Linked DNA regions of Mus musculus: region 1 is linked to region 2. Evidence: chromatin contacts called from public Hi-C data. All regions are on one chromosome and are shown on one strand. The core of a region is the stretch at or near the end of the contact, and the rest is flanking DNA. Distances in the headings are between cores, read along the strand shown.

Region 1 (2,700 bases), core at 169-2,668, 440 kb after region 2:
ATATGCATTCATCTTTCACTAACCGTGGAATGGGACTCACGGAGACAAAATCCAGTCTCATCTTGAGGGGTGGAGTTTTTTAAGTCTCTGATGGGTCTTCCTTCCCCAAACTTAAAGTTGTTCAGATTGAAGAAAGACAGGATATGGATAACTTATAGGCCCACGACTGTCTGTAAATGCGTCCTGATCCATCTCTGAACTTGTTAGCCCCACCCCACCCCACCCCTAGTCAGCGGGGGTGGAGGGGATGTCACTGGTGGGAGATAAAGCCCATGGGCCTTTGTTTTAAGCTGCCAGGATTTCATCTCAGATCAGGAAAGGGAGAAAGAAGCCAGACATCTTGCAAGTCTGCCGCCTTTATCACCTAGCCACGGCCCCTCCCCTATCCATTTGCCCACCAAGAAGTCTGTCTAACTCCAACGCCACACCACCAAGTCTGTTTCCAAGATCTCTGCTCTGCTTTCCATATCACCTACAGAAATCTCCAGAGATTCCACTCTGTCTCTTAGGTCCCCACATCAAGTACTATTTTTATATAATATTGTATACATCTTAGATGCTCTGGAACCATAGAGCAGAAAAAAGTTTGAGAAACTATAAAGAGAAACAAAAGAACGTCATGGGAACAACTAAGAAGGTAGACATAGTGGGGAGAGGAAGTGGGAGCCCCAGAGGCTAGGATGTGACTTCTAGGGTAACTCTGGTAAATGCCTGCATGAAACCCTGCTGAAACGGGGTTGGGGTGGGGCTTATGGAGAAAGATCCGGAAGGCGGGGAGACGCTTGTCCTCATTCACATCAGCATGCGTGAGTTATTCCAGCTGACTCACTGGGCTGTTGCTGAGACAGTCCAATGTCACCAGTGCTGGATATGGAGTGATTCATTGCAGACGTTCTCCCATTGTCACTAACCAAAAAGAGACCCTTTGCAAGATTTCTCTCTTCCCCACCTTCTAAGCTCATGTTATTGTTATGCTATCTATTGGACAACTGACCCACAAAACGAAGGCGGTGCTCCTTGATAATTGATGCATTAAACAGCCTCCCTACCAGTCTTCCAGAGCTCTGTAACCTTCGATAGCATCTTTGCATCTACCTCCCAGGCTGACTGAAAGTAGCTTTTGACTATCTCAAGACACAGTGCAACTCCTGAAGGTGAACTTCATGGATGCTGGCAGAGGTGCATGCTGGGAGAAGTGCGACTGTGTCACACTACTCAGTGAAGCTCTGAAACCATCTATTCGGGGGGGGGGGGAATGGTCACACATCAAGGGCGGGTGCCCATACTGGTACTGCAGATCTATACCCCACTTTGCCCCAATGTGATCTCCAGGAGATGAGTGCACAGCAGCCCTCTAGCTTGCTTTGTCCTCTGGCTTCCACTAGGTAGAGGAATTGGCAGGAGATCAGAAATTGAGTGTAGTGAGCACTTCTGGAAGTGAGCTTCCTCCCACGCCAGCCTCCTTCCTTCCTGTCCTCCAGGCCAACTGACTGTGATCCCGGACATAAAGCTCCTGTCTGGTAAAACATTTCTCTGCCAAGAGCTCCAGTGTGTTTCTGAAAAACCACTTCCTTGAGCCTTCTTTGAGGCAAGCAGAAACTGATGTCTTTTCCTGGCCTCTGTCATGCTTTGGTTATCACTTTTAGCCTTACTCATATTGCCAGGGGCAGGGGGTGGTTTTGTTTATTTGTTTGTTATTTTAGGTGTTGGAGTGAAACCAGGTCCTCATACAAGCTACACAAGCCCTTGACCACTGCATTATACCACTCCTCTTCAGGCCTTCAGTTGAGCTTTTAAATATGCTATTAATGTCTACTTCCTACTGGAACTTTGGTGCATACACATTTCTTCATTCAGTATTTTAGATCCATCTCAACTTTCTAAAACACAGCCACATTCTGGCATGTTTATTCGCATTTAAGAGTGCTTTTAGATTGGATTGTAATTAAGAGCATTTTTAGATTGCAAAGAAGTGGCTCTCGCTTCTACTTCCAGCAGTCTGAAGATCCCTTAGGGCCTACTTTCTAGTGAAACAATCATAGCTGATGAAAATCATTTTCTGAGTGTCTAGAAACTGTCCCAAGGGTCCACTGAAAGACAGAAACATCTATTCAAGACAATCTGATAACTCCTTGTAATAACAGAGAGCCCATAATACTTAAACCACGACCAGCTAGCACCTCAATTCCTGGGCAACTTACTGGATTCTCAGCTTCACCACTCCTAGGCAACTTTGTGGATTTTCAGCTCTAACTGGGAGCCTGGCTGACAGATATGGCTTCCTCTTCCCCTAGTCCCTTCTCCTAGTTAAGAAGTGTGTGTCTTACCAATGGGAATGTGGCAACGTGTTTCTCCTCTCTGCTCCAGGCTGAAAATATAATTCCTAGTCGGCGTAGCCAAGAGTATGGGTGCTTGATATGCCAAGTACAGGGACCCCAGCTTGCTCAAAGGGCAAAGATTTCACAAGAGATGAAGTCAGCCAAGATCAGAGGCACTTCTCCCCTGCTTGACAGCCAGAATAGGGATTCAAAAGAACTACAGCATCCATAAGAGCAGAAGGTTCCGAAGCTCTCTCTAAAGAGCCTCCTTCGCTGTGGATAAGGATTGCTCAGAGAATGGAGATTTCACCAGTAAATATTAAAAGGAAGCTAGACATTATCAGAGATGACCAGGAAAGAGACAGCTAAGAGGTACCCATTC
Region 2 (2,700 bases), core at 51-2,550:
GCTTCATTCGGATGAAGCCAAGCTTATCTTTTTCTTTATTTTTAAATTTTCATTGCATGTACTCAATATATATGATACTGTATAACATAAGGACATTTTCATGCATACAGTGGATATTGTATTTAACCATACATTCTCCCCCTCTCCCCCTTTTAGTCCTCCCCACTCTCTTCTCTTTCTTCCCATAGACAGTTTTTTCTTCTTTCATATTGTACATACTGTGGATTCATGATTTTATATATCTATAGATCTAGGGAGCACAAGCAAAATAGAATATTTGTGTTTCTGAGAGTGGTTAAGTTATTTACTTAATATGATTATCCTCAGTTACATTCATTTTTTTCACAAGCAACATAACTTCATTCTTCTGTGTGTGTGTGTGTGTGTGTGTGTGTGTGTGTAGTCTGGGCTGGCCTTGAAGCCCAGGTCATCCTTCATTGACCTCTGAGTGCTGATTGCTGGGACTGCAGGCCTCCTGTATCTTTTTTGTAGCTAGTGTAGCTGTCTGTAGCTGACACCCTTCGCATGCTTAGAGTGCACACTTGCTTCATTGTTCTCCTTGCTAATTTGTACCAAAGGTGACGTTTTACAGACTTAATGCTGAATGTTGGCTTTAGAGTTTGCAAAAAAAAAAAAATTATTTATTTCCAAAACTATTTCTTTGTGTACACCAGGCTGACCTTGAACTCACAGACATCCACCTGCCAGGTACTGGAATTAAAGGTGCATCATTGCCACCAGGTGCAAAATATTTTTAAATTTTAAAATATTTTTAAATAGCTTCTTAAAATGTTTTCGGCAAAGCAAGAAATACTATAATTTGACTTTTCCAGAATAGCAGTGGTTATATGTACATCATAGCAGTGCACAACGTATATGAAAATTAATCTTCATGTTAGTTCTGATCCTGAATCTTATATCCTCAGTTAAAGAAATTCCAACCAAAAAGTATTGTCATTTTCAAATGAAGAGCGTGTCTCATTGTGTTGCTGAATGGTTGTTATCAGTGTGAGAGTGACACATGGGACTGCAGAGAGTGCACTGCAGTAGTCACAGCTGTGCTCACGTGGTTCAGTCTTGAGTAAAGTATGACTGTGCAGCATAATTTGTCCATCTGGCTGTCACTGAGGGACCTAACTGTATTAGGTCTGTCACATTATATCCGTACCTTAAAATCAAGAGATTTCTAAAGCCTGGTGAGACTTAGCTGTCCTGTTTGTTTCAGCTGCCGGAGTCTGCACTCAGAGACCTCATTGTCGCCACCGTCGCTGTCAAGTATACTCAGTCTAATTCGGTGTGCTATGCCAAGGATGGGCAGGTAACCAAGCTGTTGGGACAGAAGAGTAAGCAGAACAGAACAGTAGGCAAAAGCCTTGGTGCCGGGAAAGGGAGATTTGCCAAGTTTCTCTTCCTGCTGTGTCAGTCAGGATTTACTCAGCACCTTAGTAGACTTGAAAACTAGCCAGAGCCAAGTACTGCACTTGGGTACACTGGTTCCTGCTTAGAGGAAGCTGCCTCGGGTGGGGCTAGTAAGACTGGTTTACACACACACACACACACACACACACACACACACTCACACACAGCTCATCAGAAGAGCCTTTCAGGATTTTCATGGTTGCCAGCTATGAAGTTTGCCAGTTTTAGTCACTAAATCCTGACAGACTGTGGTCTCTGGTCCTTGGGCAGGATCTCCAGAGCCAGCAAAGCCACTCAGAGTGGAAGCTTCACTACTGTCATTCTTTGAAAAGACAGTGTTGCGGGAGAAATGTCATTGATTGCTAACGTCCGTGTTCCTTAGGTTATTGGCATCGGAGCAGGACAGCAGTCTCGGATACACTGCACTCGCCTTGCAGGTGATAAGGCAAACTCTTGGTGGCTTCGGCACCACCCACGAGTGCTGTCCATGAAGTTTAAAGCCGGGGTGAAGAGAGCAGAGATCTCCAATGCGATTGATCAGTATGTGACCGGCACTATCGGTGAGGTGCGGACTGATTGGCTTCCCAGTGGACCGTGTTGCGGTCGTCTCATGTATGACAGTCTTCCACCATCCTACCACAGAGAGGCTTCTCAAAACCCTCAGTAGTGTGAAATGCTTAAAACACCTTCCTCACCCCTGTCAACCTCACTGCTGCGCCCACAAACCTCTGAACCACAAACCTCTGCTTCCTGGGTAATGAATTCGGATTAATTTTATAGGCCCGTACTTCCCCTATGGGTTATAATATTGTCACTGCAGGGCTGTTCTTCTCCATCTGCCAGCATCCCCTAGTGTCAGCAGAGGTGACATTAGACTTGAGCCACACGTGATCTGATAGCTGGTCACCAGGGGCCTTCTCCTACCACATTTATACAAAAGCCCTTAGCAGCTCCGTGTGGTTTTGGTACTATTTCTGGTTTTGTTTGGTTTCATGTAAGATGGTGGCTCTAGTGTAGGCTGAGCTGCACTGCAGCTGTGAGTGCAGGATTGTCGGCATGCTCCATTGCAGCCTGCAGAAGGCCTTATTACTTACCACCTCTGCACTGGGATTACACTTCATGGTCAGCTTGTGAGGTGACAGCATCAGATAGTAGTAAATGCCGTGCGTCTCTTTGATTTGCCTGCGGCTGACTTTATACCTGAAACAGTTGTACATGTAGTTCATGTACACAGACATCAGTTATTATCCAGGTCCTAGGTTAGACATGAAGCATTGTCTT

What was found. Hi-C and Micro-C count contacts between places; a contact is called where the count stands out from the background.
Region 1: a contact with region 2 is called in a Hi-C map of liver, with 3 times the contacts expected there. The contact joins two enhancer-like sites. A contact is called at or near these places in 7 of 39 promoter capture datasets (3T3-L1-derived adipocytes, the HPC-7 cell line, embryonic stem cells and 4 more), 1 of 484 Hi-C or Micro-C datasets (liver) and 3 of 9 other capture datasets (adipose tissue, embryonic stem cells and pancreatic islet).

What each region holds. Positions count from the first base shown.
Region 1 is chr1:72,013,288-72,015,987 of GRCm38.p6, forward strand. No RefSeq gene overlaps it. Among named protein-coding and RNA genes, the nearest start is that of 4933417E11Rik, 9.4 kb to the left of the region's middle. Within about 2 kb of position 1,419, at least 44 of the 459 cell types and tissues checked have an H3K27ac peak or open chromatin away from gene starts, as enhancers often do. A contact at or near this core is called in liver, where this site is marked.
Region 2 is chr1:71,574,816-71,577,515 of GRCm38.p6, forward strand. Atic (5-aminoimidazole-4-carboxamide ribonucleotide formyltransferase/IMP cyclohydrolase) reads left to right here. Exons shown (of 16, transcript NM_026195.3): 13 at 1,226-1,318; 14 at 1,802-1,984. Among named protein-coding and RNA genes, the nearest start is that of Atic, 19 kb to the left of the region's middle. Within about 2 kb of position 1,301, at least 18 of the 459 cell types and tissues checked have an H3K27ac peak or open chromatin away from gene starts, as enhancers often do. A contact at or near this core is called in liver, where this site is marked.